Regions from separate parts of the Sus scrofa genome. Here regions 2, 3 and 4 are each linked to region 1. Evidence: chromatin contacts called from public Hi-C and HiChIP or PLAC-seq data. All regions are on one chromosome and are shown on one strand. The core of a region is the stretch at or near the end of the contact, and the rest is flanking DNA. Distances in the headings are between cores, read along the strand shown. Region 1 holds the start of TOB1 (transducer of ERBB2, 1). Region 2 holds the start of NME1 (NME/NM23 nucleoside diphosphate kinase 1). Region 3 holds the start of NME2 (NME/NM23 nucleoside diphosphate kinase 2). Region 4 holds the start of SPATA20 (spermatogenesis associated 20).

Region 1 (4,603 bases), core at 1,359-3,858:
ACAGTTCCCTGTGCAGTACAGCAGGACCCCATCACCCATTCCTTCTAAATATAACAGTCTGCATCTACTAACCCTAAACTCCTTGTAAGCCCCCACCTCCCCCCTGGCAAACACAGGTCTGCCTTCCATGTCCATGAACCATGCTATTGATATTTAATCAACACTTATCAGATGCTGCTCTCAAGTTTTAAACCTGGGCAGTTCAGTAAAGAGAATCTGTGCCTTCCCTTTACAGAGTTCTTGAAAAGTATAGACAAGCTTGACAAAATTACAGTTCATCTATCCTTAGGTAGATGGATTAATCTCAACCAAGCATAATATGCTCCTATAATTACAGAGAAATATTTTCCAAATTACAAATTAAGACACATGGCCCCGATTCATGATCCTGCAATTCTGGATGTTTGGTACAGTGATATTATTTCCCTAATGGTAAAAGAAATTATGTTCTAGAGAACACGAAAAGCAAGTGTTTCTCTGGGTAAACCATTCCCCAAACATCCTATATTCTTGCAATTTCTATGCTTAACTAATTATAAAATTTAAAAATAAAATAAAAAAACTAAATGGAATTAATGTTCATTACTGAAAAAAAACACAAATGAGCAAAAAGAAGACACTGAACGAATAATATAAATTGGTTTATATTATATTATATATTATATTATATTATATTATATTAACGCAGCGCAAGGGGCGTTTTACTTTAAAATGCCTACATACTTTCACAACCAAATCTTACTCGTCCTTGTTTACAACTGAAAAACCCAAATAGTAAAAAAACAGAACTTAAAGAATCATTGAGTAAAAACTTCTATGCTCTTTAAAAACAATACCTGAATTTTAGGAATCAGTACAATAAACGAAAAACTCGGTCACCCGACCACTCCCACCCTCAGCCTATTTCACAAACCCACTTTCCCTCCCCCCTCACACACTTTGGGTCTTTGGAAACACTCTTTTTCAATTCTATCCTTCAAATAGAGGAGGAAAGGAAGGCAAGAGAATCAAGTTGGAGGAAAAAAAACTATAATTTTTTTTTTTTTTTTTTTTGCGTCCATAAAGCGGGTTTGTGCCGCAGGAGCACGGCTGGTCTGCACAGCCAGCTTCGCAAACACTCCACTCCTCGGTGGATTGTGGTTTAACTTCCACGTAGCAGGTAGAGAGTGCAAACCCCTCGGTTTTGAGAGGAAGGCGGCGCCCCAATTGGTGTTTTTCCAGGAAGCACTCCTTGAGGGCTGAAGAAAGCGGAGAGGGGAAGGCCGGGCAATGGGCGTTTCATTCATTGCTCCTCTTTCTCCCCCTCCTACCCTTCTCTCCCCTTAGACCTTCTCGCTCCTTTTCCCAGTGCGAGTTTGACGTCGGTCTCCTGGATACCAGACGGCCAATCGCCTGGTTGCTAGGGGAGAAGTCTGGCCAATGAGGCGTCGTTGCTACCTGTGAGTAATATTTTTAGCCGTAAGAGACGCCTGGTTCCACTCCCAGTGTTAACTTGGGGTAATTCTCTGCTGCAGGTTGTGAAAAAGAAGCGTTTGCCCGCCCCTTTTGAGTCCCTGTCTTTCCCTGCTCCCTATTTTTTCACCCATATTTTAACTAAGATAATTTTATCTTAAACGTACAATATAGGAAGGCACTGTGTTTATTATGTGTATTCATGTTAAAACAGGCACTTGAAATACACGCATGCACATATACACTTAGATACGTACGCAACTTGGCATGGAGGGCTGGACTGGGACATTCGGAATAAAATGTGATTCTTCTTATACTCTCAAGACACCCCCACGTCCGAGTTGCTGCCGGGTTGCACGGGGAGGTCTGATGTGGGAAGCGGAGGCAGTTAAACTGTCACCGGGGCGGGAGGTGTGGCCGGGTGGTCTTCCCTTCCCCACCCCCAGCCTGGCACAGCAGCTTTGGATTCTGCAGTTGCCCCTCTCTGGACGGCAGTTGGCCTAGGCCCTTGCGGTGATTTAATTAACCGAGTGCACGAGTCCTTGTCACAGTTCGCCCTTTTTCTAAGCTCTCTTGGGTGCACTGGAGGCCGACGTGGTAGCTCGTCCACGAATGGGATTTTCCTCGACCACAATCCCACTCGGGTGGAGCATGCTTTGTAAATCCTCCCCTCCCTCTCGAGATCGACAGCTCGCCACAGTTCTCCCCAGCCGCTTCGCCTCCAGCTCCGTTCCCCTCCCCCCTCCTCCCCGGTGCTCTCGGCCTAGACGCAGAGTCAGCCGCCCCAAACCACCTCTGTCGCCTTCACTGGCACGTCTCTCCCCCAATCCCTTTCCAATTTTTCTTAATCCCGCCCACAGTGACTCCAGATAGTCGGTTCATTGGCCATCCTGGAGCCCGAGGGGTGTGGCCTGCCCGCCCGGCCCACCGCCTCGGTTTGGGACATGGGCAGGAGGGACTTGGCCAATGGCGTCCGGGGGCAGGGCAGGGGCGGAGCCAGCCGGTGAGGGTCTCGGGTGCCGGGTGGGAGGATAGGGAATGGTGACGCCGCCCGGAGCTGTGTGACGCGGAGCGGGCGCGCGCACCCCTACGGGAGGGGATGGGGGGGCGGGGAGGAGACTATAAAACGAGAGGCGGGGCGCGCGCCGCGGCAGAAGGAGCAAAGCTCTGGCCCGGCGCGGAGTGGGCGCTGTACGGGGACGCTGGGCCGGGCACCGGGCTGTGTGGAGAAGTGGGCGCGCTCACCTGACCCCGTCCTCGCCAACCCGAGCCAGAAGGGGCGAACTCCTGAGGCTCTCGTCCTCCGCAACCTCCTCCCGGCAGCGTCGGCGTGCACTAGGCCCAGCCAGCTCGCTGCCGCCGACCCTCCCTTCTCCTCCGCCCAGCCGCTGGGTCTGTGGTGGAAGCAGCCCGTAAGTATCGAGGGGCGGCGGGCGGGGGCAGGAGGAGGAGGAGGAGGGGCTGCAGCAGCGTCGAGCCGCGGGCCCTTGGGGGCTCGGGACGGCGGCGTCGCGGCCCGGGCGTGGAGGGGAGCGGCTCTCAACACCCGACCCGAGGTAGCTCCGAGGGGCCCGGGTGCGCCCGGGAGCTGGAGGCGGGGCTGGCCGGCGCTTTGGGCTCGGCGGGGCCGGGTGACCGGGGAAGGGCGGCCCGGGGCGAGCTGATGGGAATCGGGGGTTGGGGTGCCCAGGAGCAGCAGCGAACGCGAAGGGAACGCTGGGCTCCGCGGGGCGGGTGGCTGGCCGGCCCGAAAATGGTGCCAGGGAACCAGCGCTCCCCAGGCTCTGGCCGGGTCCCAGGAGCCTTGAGGCGGGGGCAGGGAGCGGCGGGTCGGGTTACGGCTGGGGCGGGGGGAGGGAGCGGCTGACCCGGTGCAGCCGGCGCGGCGACCCGCCGGGTGTCCGGGCCCCTGGCCCCAAATGGTCGCGTTTCCATCTCTCGTGGCCTTCCTCCTCCTCCTCCTCCTTGGAGGAGGAGACTTGTACTCTCTTCCTCCTCCTCTTGGCTGCTGCCGCTGTAGCGCTTGGGCTCCGAGGGCTGTGAGCAGAAATCTAATGAGACCCAACTGGCTGTTTATGTAATTCTTCACGCTCCTGTCTTAAGGCGTTGCTTTGAAACTACCTTCTGCCGAGCCTGAATTTCGCTCGGCTGCACCTTCAAGCAATTTGGCCTAATCGGCTGCCTTTGCCAGCACTCAGGGCTTTTGGCTTGGAGAGTGTTTGTAGTTTAGGGCAGCCGGGGACTCTTTCTCCTTTGTCACTACGAGTATGGAAAAATGAAACAGATGAATTATCAACTTGATTTTTAAATGTCCTTTTAGATCAACCTCAGATCCCTCCTTTGCAAATATCTTCTGTTTGCCCTTGATCTTTCCTTATCCCCACCCAGTGCTGATCCAGCAAACGTTTAAAGGTCGACCTTATCGTACCCGCCTGTCCGGCTGTTTTCTTATCACGAGGGATGGAGGTGATTTTAAAAATCAGAGTAAAACTCAGAAACTCTGCCCTTTCAGCAGAATAATCAATAAATTTTTGAAATTCATTGTTTCTTTTGTTAGGCTTGATGCCCACGAGGTATTTTCAAATTTAGAAAAATACACGTTGAAAAGAAAAGCACAGAGAAGCTCGATTATTTCATTTTGAGCACTTAGTATATTTAAAACAGCAACTGTGTAGGATAATTTGGTTCATGATTATCATCCACTAGGATGGCAATTCATTTAGTATTTCGTACCCTTAACTTTAGTATCATGAGCTTTGGAAATTAAAATAATTTCCCTGACTTCTCAAATTTCAAAATGTTTATCGATAAAACAAGATGTAAGTAGTCTGTATCCAAATGAACTGAAATAACAGCATTCGTTTCTACATTGGTGAATAGGAGTATAACCAACTTCTAAAACTTCGGTATGTGTATGTATATAACTTCGGTATATATATGCCGAGTATAGTTTCCAGTACGTATTTTTGTGAGAACTAAGGGAAGAAAAGAAGGAATATGCTCTATACCCCGGAAATATTTTTTTCTCTTAGAACTCTATTCAGAAACAGGAAGGTAATAATAGGCTTAAAAAAAAAAAAACATTGTTTTAACTGTAAATCCTCAGTTTTTCCTTGAGCTTTTAATCTTCAATAAACAGTTTTGTATTGTA
Region 2 (4,813 bases), core at 77-2,576, 300 kb before region 1:
ACCACAGCCACAGCCACACCAGATCCACGCTGCATCTGTGACCTACGCTGCAGCTTGTGGCAATGTGTATCCTTAACCCACTGAGTGAGGCCAGGGATCGAACCTGCATCCTTACAGACACTAGTCGGCTTCTTAAGCCACTGAGCCACAATGGGGACTAACATAAGCATCTACTGGGTACCCAATACTATGGCAGAACTGAGACAAGAAGTATTAAGAGAAAAAGAAAAGAATATCTTTCTGGATTATCCAGATGAGGGAAACTACAGTGATAATATGTGAGTGATGTCTAAAACAAGGCAGTATGAAATACAGTTTGACCTACTACCTCAGCATGCTATAACAGGAAGGAGTTTAGAGATTATTTCATTACAATCTTTTCTTTTACAAATGAGGAAACACATCTGGAGTACCAGAAGGAGGGTCACAATCCAGATTTCCCAACCCTCTGCAGCTTATGCTACATCACAAGATTAATGAATATTCTGACTAACCAATAAATGGTGGATTGTGGGAGAACTGTAGCCATGAGTAATATCTGTTGGAAGAAAGCCTAGAGACCACCTACTTCAGACTCTTCCTTTTACAGATAAGAAGTCTCAACTCAGGACCTGCTCTGCCTCCACAAGATGACAAAGGAGTCCCCTCACCTTGAAAGACAATCCCTATGTGGATAGCAGCACCACCTCCTGGCTCTACCTTCCTATAATTTAGTTGGCCTTTTATTACAACACCTTAACAATATATGTGAATTTTCTGTTTATTTCTCACAGGCCTGCCCCTGAATACAGAGATGATTTACTTCCCTAGTACCTAGTTACAGAGCCTAGTACTCAATAAGAGCAAAGAAAATGTCTTAAATGATAACCGCCCTGCACCTCCAAGAAAAAGAGACAAGGCCCAAGAACTGGCGGAGAACTCCTAATAGAAGCTACAGACAAGCATGAATTCCCTAGGAGAACATGGGGCTAAAGAGCCACAAACAGCAGTCCCTATACGTGTTCCCCACACCCACTCTTGATACATATCTGTCATTCATTCAGTAAGCACTGAGCACTGCACTCGATATAAACAAATAAGGCACAACCCTTACAGTCACGGACTGATGGGAAAAGCAGCCACGGACAAAGCCGAGTCCACGTGGCGCGGGACGTGAGCTGACAGGTTTGCACCTGTCAATGGGTGCGTCCCTCCCACCCGATCCCCCTGGCCACTTCTCCGAGTGGAACTTACCCGACCTCTTCACCTCCCCCTCCCTGGACCCCACTCTTCTCCCTTTTCTCTCAGGACCTCGAACCCTTCTCACCCCTCCGGGCACTTGGGCTTCAACTCCGTCGCCTGTCACCCGCACCGGAAACACGCCCCAGCTCCTCGTGGTTCCTAGCACCCGCTCGCGCGGAACGCTTCTGCGCATAATCGGCTGCAGGAGAGCCCATTTTGCAGAACACCACTCGCCTACGCTTCCTCCCGACAGTCGGATATCGTTCAAGGGAGCAACTTCCTGAAGTTCAACTTCCGGTACGGCTTCTCCCTATTCTTCTCGCACGCTGCAGCCATCTTTTTTTTCCCTTTAAGATCTGTGACTCACTTCCTTCTTTCGCGAGCAAACTGGCTTCCCGAGAGGTGGCGCTCACACTTTGCGTGAAAACTGAACTAGCGCCTGACCTAGAAGTAGTCAGTGTCCTCGTTTTACATTTGCTCATTCTTTCCAGCCTGTCAAGCAAATTATTTATTGAGTACCTTCTATGTGTCAGATATTGTTTCAGAGTCTGGGGTATAGCAGTAAACTTTCTTGGAACTTCTCGTGGGGTTGGGAATAAAGACAAACAATAAACAAATGAGCAAATTAACATGTAATATATCATAGTATGTAAATATTACTGAGAAAAAGCACAGCGAGGGGGTAGGGTAAAGGAGTACTTTAAATGTTGACTGGTGTGCTCTCTCAGGGGGTGACAGTAGAATAGACCTGCTGAAGTCAGATTACCTGAGAGCCAGTGGACATTAAGTGCTAGAAAATGCAACTGGAGAGCAGCAAGATTATGATGTGGTGGGAAGCCATTGGAGAATTTTGAGCAGGGCATGATATCATCTGATACATTTAAAAAAAAAAATCATTGCCTGCTGCAGGAGGAATGGCTGTGGTAAAGTACAGGATAGAATCAGGAGCCTTTTCAAAAAATGTGCTGGAGCACCTATAGGCAGAAAGAAAGTAAGAAGAAAGGAAGGAAGGAAAGAAAAAACCTCCACCTAAACCTCCCACTTTGAAAGAAAATCACTCCAGAGGGATTATAGATTTGTAAGTGTAAAACTATGTGGATAGGAGTTCCCTTGTAGCACAGCAGGTTAAGGATACAGCATTGTCACTGCAGCAGATTGGGTAGCTGCGGTGGCATGGATTTGATCCCGAGCTCAGAGAACTTCCACATGCCCCGGGTGCAACCCAAAAACCCCCAAAACAAAACAGGTGGCGGCTCAGAGAATTACAAACCTAACTAGTATCCATGAGGATATGGGTTCAATCCCTATCCTGGCTCAGTGGGTTAAGGATCCAGCATTGCCGTGAACTGTGGTGTAGGTGACAGACACAGCTCAGATCTGGCTTGGCCTTGGCTGTGGCTGTGACTGTGGTGTAGGCCAGCAGCTGCAGCTCTGATTCAACCACAAGCGTGGGAACTTACATATGCCGAAGGTGTAGCCCTAAAAAGCAAAAAAACAAAACAAAACAAAAAAACTATGCCTGCCATTTCAGTAAACAAAGAATATGGCCTGTCATCAAGCCATCAGCCACTGCAGCCTCCCCAAAGGTGCACCCTGAAGAGAAAAATAGTATACTGGCCCTAGATAAAGATGCATGTCAAAGGAATAATTTCTTTCTTTCTTCTTCTTTTTTTTTTTTTTTTTTTTTTTTTGGTTAGGGTCACACCTGCAGCATATGGAAGTTCCCAGGCTACGAGTCAAATCAGAGATGCAGCTGCTGGCCTAAGCCACAGCCACAGCAACTTGGGATCCAAGCTGAGTCTGTCTTCAACCTACATGACAGCTCTTGGCAACGTCAGATCCTTAACCCATTAAGTAAGGCCAGGGATCAAAACTGCTTACTCATGGTTTCTAGTCAGGTTCGTTACTGCTGAGCCACAACAGGAAATCCTCAAAGGAATAATTTCAATGAGCATTTTGATTGTTGTTGTGTTCTCAATGCATATGCATCTACGTTTTGAAATTAGCAATAATCTTTTGATGTTCCACTAACATTTTTTTTCAGCCATGCCCAGGGCATGTTGAGGTTCCTAGGCCAGGGATGGAGCCCAAGCCACAGTAGCAACTTGAACTGCTGCAATGATAATGCTGGATCCTTAATCTACTGTGCCGCAAGGGAACTCCACTAACATGTTTTATGGTTTGTTTGTTTGTTTTCTCAGTAAAATCTGAATATCCTGACTTCTCTCTTACTTCTTTGGAACAGTTCCTTAGAGCTATCTGAGAGTCTGTCTCCCAAGCTATAGTCATAGAAAGGTCACCAAATAAAACATAATTCACAACTTTTAGGTTGTACCTTTTTTTTTTTTCAATCAAACTACAAAAAGTTTAGAAAAAGAAAACATGGTGGAAAAAATCTTCAGGTGTTCCTGCTATGGTGCAGTGGGTTAAAGGATCTGGTGTTGCCATGGCTGTGGCTTGGATTAAGTTCCTGGCCCAAGAACTTCCATGTGCCCAAGGTGCGGCCAAAAAAAAAATTCTTCAAGACCAAGGGGTAGGCAAGTTTTTAGACTTGCCACCTAAAGCAAAATCCATAAAAGGAAAACTCTGATAAGTTGGATCTTATCAAAATTAAAATCTTTGGCTCTTCAAAAGACCCCAAGAAGAGGATGAAAAAAAATAAGCTGCAGGGTAGAAGAAAATATTTGCAAACTGCATGTCCAACACAGCCCCAGTATCGAGACTATATAGAGAATTCTTACAACTCAACTGTAAAGAAAAAAAAATCCAAATATAGAATGAGCAAAGAGTTCCCATTGTGGCTTGGTGGTTAACGAACCTGACTAGTATCCATGAGAACTCCGGTTCAATCCCTGGCTTTGCTCAGTGGGGTAAGAATCCAGCGTTGCCATGAGCTGTGGTGTGGGTTGCAGACATGGCTCAGATCCAGAGTTGCAGTCCCTGTGGTGTAGGCTGGTGGCTGGAGCTCTGATTCGACCCCTAACTTGGAAACCTCCATATGCCGTGGGTGCGGCCCTAACAAGCAAAAATTAATTAATTATTAATTAATTTTAAAAAAAGAAAATGAGCAAAAGATAAAAATAGACATTTACTGAAGAGGATACATAGATGGGGAGTTCCCATCATGGTGCATTGTAAATGAATCCAACTGAGAACCTTGAGGTTGTGGGTTCAATCCCTGGCCTTGCTCAGTGGGTTAAGGATCCGGCATTGCCATGAGTTGTGGTGAAGGTTGCAGACATGACTTGGATCCAGTGTTGCTGTGCCTCTGGGTAGGCCGATGGCTACAGCTCTGATCCGACCCCTAGCCTGGCAACCTCCATATGCCTCAGGTGTGGCCCTAAAAAGACAAAAAAAAAAAAAAAAAAAAAAAAGGAGGATACACAGATGGCAAACGAGCACATGAAAAGATGTTCAGCATCATTAGCTATTAGAGAAATGTAAATTAAAGCCACAATGAGGTGGATTTCCCACTGTGGCGAAACAGAATAGGTTACATCACTGTAGCACCAGCTTGCAGATTCGATCCACAGTCTGGTACAGTCAGTTAAAGGATCCAGCATTGCCGCAGCTGTGGTGTAGTTCACAACTG
Region 3 (4,198 bases), core at 857-3,356, 320 kb before region 1:
AGGGCTGCTCCCTCGGCATATGGAGTTCCCAGGCTAGGGGTCGAATCGGAGCTGTGGCCACCAGCCTACACCAGAGCCACAGCAACACAGGATCTGAGCCGCATCTGCAACCCACACCACAGCTCACAGCAATGCCAGATCGCTAACTCACTGAGCAAGGCCAGGGATCAAACCCGCAACCTCATGGTTCCTAGTCGGATTCGTTAACCACTGAACCACAAAGGGAACTCCAGGAAGATGTCTAAAAGGGACATGCAGACATGACGCACACCCACTAACCTGTCAGCAAACCCAGTAATCTTATTTTCCTTAGTGCCTCCTTCCCTAGCACCAGCACTTACCATCGCCACAACTGGCCCTGAGCCCATGTACTTCACCAGTCCCGGGAAGAAGGGCCGGTCTTTCAGGTCAATGTAGTGCTGCTTCAGGAGTTCCTCAGAGGCCTGGCATTGAAGAGCAGGTGCCAATTAGGAAATAAATTTAAAAGGCCCAAAGAGGGCCCTACCCCATCCTCACGAACCCCCGCCCCCAACCACCACCACTCTATAACAGGGTAGGTTCTCTAAAAGCCCTGATTTTAGCCAGGATTCATAAGGTGTGGTTTTGCTTTTTATAATCCCATCCAGGAGCTCCCGCTGTGACACAACGAGATCAGCAGCATCTCTGAGGCACTGGGACTCAGGTTGGATCCCTGGCCTGGCACAGTGCGTTAAGGATCGCACTTTAGGCCGTAGCTGCAGCTGGGATCTGATCCCTGGCCTGGGAGCTCCATATGCTGCAAGGCAGCCAAAAATGAAAAAAGTCGGTGGTTTGAGGATCTAGATTTAGGAAGTTAACTGTCGGCTGGAATCAAAGGAAATATGGCAGCAGCCATATCAAACCCTCTGGCCCACAATGCCCTTTTAAACATTTCAGACTTGAACTGAGAACCACCTCCTCTTCACTGATGAGTTTAGTTTAAATTTCAGTTCTTATTTATCCCTTACGGGTCCGGATCCAAGCCCCAATTTTAATGTGGAAAATAAAGTTACTGCCCTAAGCCAACGAGAGCCTGCAGAAAATAAGCAGAAGAAAGAGCACCCCCCTGAAAATCTCAAGCCTCTCAAGAGTTGCAAGCTAAAGCACAAAAGGATTCCACCCTCCAGCCCCAGCCTGGGTGGACCCGCGTGGGCCCGAGGCTCAGGCCTTCTCCACTCCCTGCTGCCCCCCTGCGGCCCACGGCCCAACGCAGCCGCGGGGAGGAAGCAGCCCCGGAGCCCGAGTCACGTTACCTCCGCTTAACCTTCCAAGGGCGTCTTTCCCCCCGGGCTTCGAGGAAGGGTCAGTGGGGCCGAGGCACCCTGGGGAGGGGACCCAGGGCAAAGAGGTTCTCGCAGGGGCGAAATCATTCGAGGGGGGGTCTCTGACTGGGAAAAAAGACCTGCATCGCCACTGGGGTAAGAAGTACCACCCGCGACCCTGAGGCCGCAGGGGCAGGGAAGCGGGGCATGTACCTGAAGGAACTTCAAGGCAACGAGGCGGAATCCCTTCTGCTCGAAGCGCTTGATGATCTCGCCCACGAGACCGCGCTGGACGCCGTCCGGCTTGACCGCGATGAAGGTGCGCTCCGCGTGGGCCATGGTCCTGCAAGCGGCAGGTGCACTCAGGACCCCGCGGCAGGGCCCACACAGGCCGCACCGGGGCCCCGGACCCGGGCCCCGAGGCCACGTGGCACCCGCCCCCGCCCGCAGACGCTTCTGCGGGGACACGTGGCCTCCCGGAGGCCGCCGCCCTGCCGCCGCCCCTCGGCCAACCCGGGCGCCAGCGGAGGGGACGCGGCAGGGGCCCCGAGAGGAAGGCCGGGCCTGCGGGGCCGAGCGGGGGGGGGGGGGGGGCCTGCGGCCCGGGACCGGCCGGCCGCAGCGCGAGCGGAAAGGGGCCCGAGGGCGGGAAGGCGAAGGAGCCGCTACCTTACCGGTTGGAGGGCGGGCAGCGAGCAGCGGTGGAGAAGTGAGCGGAGACCTGAGAGCGGAGGGACCCCCGCGGCCTGGAGCCCGCGGAGGAGGGGCCCACCGCGGCCACACCCCGGACGGCCCGCCGCCCAACCCGCGAGGCGGGAGGCGGCCGGACGACTCTGTCCACGCCCCGGGTTTGCGGAAGAAGCCGGGGAGGGCTCCTGGGCCAGGAAGTGGTTTCCTCTCCACCTGGACGTGCCACGGTAGGGCCGCGGGCGTCCAATCCACCTCCTTTCTAAATTGCCTCCCATCGCGCGCCCGCACGAAAACCTGTCCCGCTCTCGAGGCCGCATCCCGGCCGGTACCTTCTGCTTTCCCCCTCCGCCGAGCACCCAGAGCTAAGCTTTCTCGCCTCCCGCTCAGGCACCACAGGTCCTTATTCTACCTGTGAAATCCAGTTTCCCCTTTCCCTCCTCTCTGCTGGAGCCCTGCTTCTAGCCCTCCACCTCCCTCATCCGAACCGGCAGCCTCCCAGTGCGCCTCAACCTCACATCTTTGGCAAGGAGCCTCCCTCAGAAGGCTTCTCAAACACTATCTGACCCCTCGGCCCTGCTCTGATGACTCATCCTGCCTGGAGGATGGCATGAATGCTCATTTAGCAAAATACCCGGTGATTTCCACAGAGTGCCCGGCTCCGTGCTGCCTGTCTCCCCACCCACTTTCCCAGACCAATTTCGCTGCCCTGTTCCCACTCAGAAATGATGATCTCTGCCCCAGTATTATCCTGCGGTCAGATTATCCAGTTCAGCCTGAGATACACCCTTGACTAGATGCTAGATTCTCTCATAGAAATCAGGCCTGACAGGAGTTCCCGTCGTGGCGCAGTGGTTAACGAATCCGACTAGGAACCATGAGGTTGCGGGTTCGTTCCCTGCCTTGCTCAGTGGGTTAAGGATCCGGCGTGGCCATGAGCTGTGGTGTAGGTTGCAGACGCGGCTCGGATCCCGCATTGCTGTGGCTCTGGCTAGGCCTGCGGCTACAGCTCCAATTAGACCCCTAGCCTGGGAACCTCCATATGCTGCTGGAGCGTCTCAAGAAAAGACAAAAAAAAAAAGAAAGAAAGAAAGAAATCAGGCCTGACATATGTTTGCAGACAATCTCTGTCTCCTCTCTGCCTGCAAACCACTAGCTACGCTTCGGTGATACCCAGCTTCCCTGGAGGAGCCAGCAAGCCCATCCTCTCAGTATGTGTCCTGACCCCTGTACAGCAGTGTTTGTAGCCTGAGATGGGCAGAGCCCCAGTGTCTCTATTCTCAGGGCAGTGAGCTGACCGCAGGAATCCTGGGTCATCCCCCTAGTGGTCCTGGCACCCCGCCGATAACCTGTGTTGGATGACATGGCTCTATTACCCCTTGCAGGCTTTTCAGACTTCTAGTGTAGGGCCTTAAATGAAACCACAGTACACTGGCAGTCTTTATTCCAAAGCAGGGACACCCCGTGTTCCCTTGGGCCTCAATCTGCAGTACACTTTTATTGGGGCTTCCTTTTTAGAGTTATCACATGTCGAGAGTAGACATTTCACTGGCTCTTTCCCTGCAGAGCTTTGTGTCTCTTGTCGCTAATACCACCTTGTGGTACAGCCAGTCGCAGCCCTCTGCCTTTCACCTCTCCTTTCCTTCCTGAGAAGACTGTCCTTAACTGGAGAAGGTATAACCCTCCTGCCTTGCTGCACATATACTCCTTCTCCTCCGAGTTCTGGTTCTCTACCTCAGCCCCTCTCCCCCTTTTTATGGCATTTTAGGGCCGCACCTGCAGCATATGGAGGTTCCCAGGCTAGGAGCTGAATCAGAGTTGCAGCTGCCGGCCTACCCCACAGCCACGGCAACATCGGATCTGAGCCACATCTGCAACCCACACCATGGCTCATGGCAATGCTGGATCCTTAACCCACTGAGCGAGGCCAGGGACTGAATGCGAAACCCCATGGTTCCTAGTTGGATTCAGACCCAAGTAATGGGGGCCATGCGGTGGAACTGGCTCTCTGCCTGCCCCCAACGTCCCCTTGTGCTCGAGAGTCCCTTCAACCCACGTCCCCTTGGTGACACACACATAGCTCCTTGATTCCGTCCATCTCCCCTTACACCTGGCTCTCCTGCTAGAGGCAGCCTCCCTCTCCCGGAATTTGTTTTCTCCCCCTCTGGAGCTTGTGCCTCTTTGGGAGGACAGGGTTTCTGCCACTGCACGATGGGAACTCCTCAGCCCCC
Region 4 (4,894 bases), core at 1,313-3,812, 290 kb after region 1:
CTCAGTGGACACACACCCGGTGACTCAGGTTCCGGGCCACGTACTGCAGAATGCCTTTGGCGACATCGGAGTAGAACTCGTCACCAGAGATCTGAGGGGGGAGGAAGAAGGTTGTAAACAGAGGTCCCTGGGGGTGGCCTGGGTACAGGGGGCAGTCAGCATTCTCCAAGGGGGTGGGGAGGGCGCCTGGGTACTTGACATGAGAACGAAGGCCAGGGGGGACCTAAAGCGGGGGCAGGGGGCCCACATGTCACCAGGAAAGCCCTGGAAGCAGCAGTCAGGAGTGAGGGGACCAGCTAGGGGTCTCTGCTCTGGGCTGCGGTCAGGGGTCACCTGGAAGGCCTGTGAATAGGCCACCGTGAGCTGTGCCTGGTCATACAGCATCTTCTCAAAGTGGGGGACGTGCCACTGGCGGTCCGTGGAGTAGCGGTGGAAGCCCTGTGCCAGGAGGGACGTGAGGCTGGAGGCCCATCCCCGCCGCGTCCTCCCCCCTTTCCCCCCCGCCAGCCGCCCTTCTCCAGGAAATGCCTTGTGCCATCACCTGTCCCACGTGGTCTCGGATGCCCCCGTTGGCCATCATCTTCAGGGTGTGCAAGGCCATCTGCTGGGCCCGAGAGCCATCCTGCGTGAGCCGATGGCTGAGCCAGTAGGAGAACAGGAAGCTCAGGATCACTGCAGACGCCCAGAGAGAGCACGCGGGTGAGAGCATGGAGAGCATGGGGCAGCGAGCAGGGCGATGAGGCCTGTGGCTGGGCTGCCGCTAGGGGTTTGCTCAACAGGCAGTCTTTCTGGACAGGCGGAGGGTCCGCAGGTCCCTGACCGGTCCACCCAGAGGACAGAGGACTGCTATCTAGGTCAGCCATCAGAGGATCCCTGCTAAGACCAAAGTCAGGTCTTCACTCCGATAGCTACCGACACACAGGCTGGGGGTCAGGAGGTCCCAGGCCAGGCAGGAGAGTGCGAGGTTGACAACCAAGACAGGGGTCAGGAGAGCACCGACTTGGGTGGGTCTCGAAAGCCCAGGCCGGGGCTGGCGTGGGCGCAGGGCGAGGGGCACTGACCCGGCGTGGGGAACTTGGGGGCCTCGGCGAAGCCGCCATACTCCTCATCATAGCCCTCGTCCAGCTGTTGAAAGCAGCGGCTGTTCATGGTGGCAGCGGAGGGTGGCAGCTGGCGGTCACCCATGCTGATCTCCGACCGGGCCAGCAGAGCTGTGGTGACACGCTGGCTGTTTTCCAGCAGGGTTTTCTTGTTCTGTTTCCACTGCGGGAGGGTGGAGGGCACACCTGGAGGTCAGCACCGGGTGGGGACCCCTGGCTCCCTCCCCCCCGATCATCACCCCCACCCCCACTCCGCTGTGCCCACCTGCTCCCGAATCCTCAACAACACGGTGCGGAAGCCGACTCGGGTCAAGCCATCCTCAGGGGGGAAATAGGTGCCCCCCACAAAGGGCTGTAGGTTGGGAGTCAACCACACACTCATGGGCCAGCCCCCACCACTGCTGGTGGCCTGGCAGAGAGAGGGCAAGAGTGAGGGGGGCGGCACCGTGGGCCCGGGCCACCCCCCTCCAGGGGAAGACCACGCACCTGCACGAAGGTCATGTACACCTTGTCCACATCTGGCCGCTCCTCCCGGTCCACCTTCACGCTGACAAAGTCCTCACTGAGCAGGCGGCCAATCTCCTCATTCTGGAAGGACTCCTCCTCCATCATGTGGCACCAGTGGCAGGTGGAGTATCCCACTGGAATGGGGCCATGGGGGCGGGGGAGGGGGGGCCAGTGATGGGCACAGGAGGGCCAGCCAAGCGCCCCCCCCCTCGCTGGGCTGAAGACACCCTGACCTCTAGTTTCCTGGGAGGCCCCCAGGCCCAGAAGACCCTTCCCCTACCCCCCATCCATCACTACTTCCCACCGCCCATCGCAGGGAAGGGGGGTACAGTACCTGAAAGGAAAATTGGCTTGTTTTCTTTCCTGGCCTTGTCAAAGGCTTCCTGTCCCCAGGGGTACCTGGGCCCGACAGGGTGGGGCATCACTCACTAGCCTGGGCCGAGGGGGGGGGGAGGGAGGGGCGGGCGGGATAGGAGGGGCTGAGGGTCCAGCTGCCCCGGGAGGCCTCAGGAGAGGGACTCACCAGTCCACAGGGTTGTAGGCATGCTGCAGGAGATACGGTGACTTCTCATTGATCAGGCGGTTGGGGGTCTTCTGGGGCGCGGACTGGGAGCAGTTGGTCCTGCTCCCTTTCCCTCCGGCAGGCATGGGCACTGAACTGCTGACTGTCACGCTGCGGTCCTTGTCCCGGGGGGAGCTACCCCTGGCACGAGCAGGTGGGTCAGGCTCAGAGGTTCCCCCCAACCTCCCCCTACACCTACCCCAGAGCCCCGTCCCACCCCACCTTGCCCTCTGGCATCCCTCCTGGAAGCTCCAGCTCCCAGCCCAACCCACCTTTCTGAACCACGGGGGAGACCGTGGCCTTTGTGCTCCCCCTTGTGTTTTGGGGGGGGTGAAGAAAGGTGGCTCATTGGGGGCTCCCTGCCAGGTTCGTCTCCCCCAAACTCTCAGACCTGGTGGTGGGAAGGGTGATGGCTGTGAGGTCAGGGCGGGTCACAATGGGCAGAACGGTCCTTCTGGCTCCATTCTCTCCCCCTAAGTGGGCCCCGCCCCAGGTGGCCGTGCTGGACGGGTCTCTCTGGAATGCCCGGGTGTGTGTGTCTGGGCAGGAAGGCTGCCCACTGCTGGGTCTGGGACTGCACCGGGTGAGGGGCAAGCAGAAGAAAATTGACACCCAGGACTTCCTCACTCAACATCCACCAACAGGGCACTTCCAGGGGGCCAGGTCCTGTGCCAGACCCTCACGACCCCCAAAGACTCAGAAATTGATTTCAAGGGGCTCAGCCTGGGCAGGTGGCACTGTGGGGCAGACCGAAATAATGACAGAGCCCCGCAGCAATGAGGACTGTGACAGGCCAGCCCAGCAGGGTGTTGTTGGACAAAGACCCTTGACCCAGCATCAGGGTTCAAGGAAGGCTTCCTGGAGGTGGTGTCAGAACAGAGTCCCCGCAGCTGGCGGGGAGGACAGGAGGGCGTTAATGCCCTGGGCCAGGTGGCAGGACAGGGCTTGAGGGTGGGGAGAATGCAGGCATGAAGGGGTTGGCCGGGCAGGCGCTGGGGACCAAAGTGGGACGACTGGCCCAAGGGCACCCCTCGCCCGCCCGTACCTGAGGCTCGCGACGAGGCCCGGCCCGGCGCGGGGCAGCAGGAGGCCGCGGCACCGCCAGGCCCGCGCGCCCAGCATGGCTGCTGACGGCCGTGGGCTGGGACGCCGCGGACAGGAAAGGCGAGCGGGACGGAGGCTGCGAGGGGCGGGCCCGGGCACGGACTCAGCCGCTGCGCGTCTTCGCCAAAACAGCGGGCCGCGTGGCTGGTCTCCGAGCGCCGCTCGGTGGCCGGTCGCGGGACTGCAGGCCGGATAGCCCGGGTTTGGGAGGAGGTCTGTGCCCAGAACGGGGGCGCCCTGGGCTGGACCTCAAACAGCAGCCTGCGCTGGGATAACCCTCCTGAGGAGAACTGGAGGGCTGTGAGGATGCCAGGGCTGTGGAACACCAGAGCCTCTGGTCATTTTGTCTAACCTTGCCTGTTTTTTTGTTTTTTGTTTTTTGTTTGTTTTGTCTTTTTGCCATTTCTTGGGCTGCTCCCACGGCATATGGAGGTTCCCAGGCTAGGGGTCTAATCGGAGCCGTAGCTGCCAGCCTACGCCACAGCCACAACAACACGGGATCCGAGCCATGTCTGCACCCTACACCACAGCTCACAGCAACGCCGCATCCTTAACCCACTGAACAAGGCCAGGGATGGAACCCACAATCTCATGGTTCCTAGTTGGATTCATTAACCACTGAGCCACAACGGGAACTCCAAACTACAAGTTCACTTTTTTTTTTCCCTTGCCTGTTTTATAAATGAGAAATGAAGCAAGAGGCAAAGCTGTGGCTTGTCCAGGTGCTCCAGGCCAGTCAGCTTCCCCCTTGTTCTGCCTCTCCACCTCAACGTCCTGCTCAAATCCCACCTCCTCCAGGAAGCCTTCCCTGAATCATAATGACGAGCCAACTTTACGTCCTATTAGATACTTGGCATAACTCACGTGTTGCATTCAGTCAATATTGACCAAGGACCCACCACCTACCGGGCCCTCTGTAAGGTACAGTGGTCAACAGAGAAAGCCAGGCCCCTGCCCTTGTGTTCCTCAGAGTCAGATGAGGGAGGAAGAAGCGAATCCAACAGTCATACTCATGAATGCACAACCACCTACTTCGAGAAGTGCCATGACTCGGTGTCACAAGGAACCTGGTCTGGTGGGAGAGACAGGGGAAGAAGGCCTCCCTGAGGAAGTCACATTTGTGTGGCAGCCTTTGAAGAACCAAAGGATGGAATCTGGGGAGGGCATGGGGGAAATGCTGGGGAAGCAGGAGGAACAGACATGCAAAGGCCCGGTGGCAGCACAGTGAGTCAGGGCTGAGGAACAGCAGAAGCCAGCCTGGCAGCAGGACAGAGAGCGTAGAGAAGAGAGTAGCAGATGAGGTTGGGGTGTTGAGGAGGAGGGCAGGGGCCAGGTCTTGACTGTGAGCAGGAGTTTGGTTACTGATTAAGAGCAGGAAGCTGTGGAAAAGGGCTATAGGCAGGGGAGTGACCCTGCATTTTGAAAAGGTCCCTCCGGCTTGCCGGTGAGAAACAGACTGGAGAGAGGCAAGAGTGGAAGCAGAAGGGTTTGGAGGCCAGGGGAGAGCTGTGGGGGGCTCTGCACCAGGCAGAGGTGGAGATGGAGAGACGGGGTGAACCTGTAGAGGAGGAAACATCATCAGGACTGGTTGTAAGGAAGGGGGTTTCAAGAGTGATTTGCA

The links. A called contact is a pair of places that touch in the nucleus more often than the background predicts. HiChIP or PLAC-seq counts read pairs in DNA pulled down with a chosen protein or histone mark.
Region 2: a contact with region 1 is called in a Hi-C map of embryonic fibroblasts, with 2.9 times the contacts expected there. The contact joins the promoter of NME1 here to the promoter of TOB1 in region 1. A contact is called at or near these places in 8 of 47 Hi-C or Micro-C datasets (embryonic fibroblasts, fetal heart ventricle, liver and 3 more).
Region 3: a contact with region 1 is called in an H3K27ac HiChIP or PLAC-seq map of alveolar macrophages. The contact joins the promoter of NME2 here to the promoter of TOB1 in region 1. A contact is called at or near these places in 2 of 5 promoter capture datasets (fetal liver and liver), 1 of 47 Hi-C or Micro-C datasets (liver) and 1 of 2 datasets of contacts at active chromatin or transcription factors (alveolar macrophages).
Region 4: a contact with region 1 is called in an H3K27ac HiChIP or PLAC-seq map of alveolar macrophages. The contact joins the promoter of SPATA20 here to the promoter of TOB1 in region 1. A contact is called at or near these places in 1 of 5 promoter capture datasets (liver), 2 of 47 Hi-C or Micro-C datasets (fetal skeletal muscle and retroperitoneal adipose tissue) and 2 of 2 datasets of contacts at active chromatin or transcription factors (alveolar macrophages and skeletal muscle).

Annotation. Positions count from the first base shown.
Region 1 is chr12:27,117,911-27,122,513 of Sscrofa11.1, reverse strand. TOB1 (transducer of ERBB2, 1) reads left to right here and starts at 2,608. Exons shown (of 12, transcript NM_001123205.1): 1 at 2,608-2,864.
Region 2 is chr12:27,412,950-27,417,762 of Sscrofa11.1, reverse strand. NME1 (NME/NM23 nucleoside diphosphate kinase 1) reads right to left here and starts at 1,326. Exons shown (of 5, transcript NM_001204759.1): 1 at 1,234-1,326.
Region 3 is chr12:27,437,437-27,441,634 of Sscrofa11.1, reverse strand. It overlaps NME2 (NME/NM23 nucleoside diphosphate kinase 2), which reads right to left and starts at 2,106. Exons shown (of 5, transcript NM_001044610.2): 1 at 1,955-2,106; 2 at 1,494-1,623; 3 at 342-443. The coding sequence starts at 1,619.
Region 4 is chr12:26,827,154-26,832,047 of Sscrofa11.1, reverse strand. SPATA20 (spermatogenesis associated 20) reads right to left here and starts at 2,562. Exons shown (of 16, transcript NM_001159313.1): 1 at 2,442-2,562; 2 at 2,131-2,310; 3 at 1,942-2,006; 4 at 1,587-1,741; 5 at 1,366-1,509; 6 at 1,062-1,263; 7 at 542-672; 8 at 334-438; 9 at 17-91. The coding sequence starts at 2,518.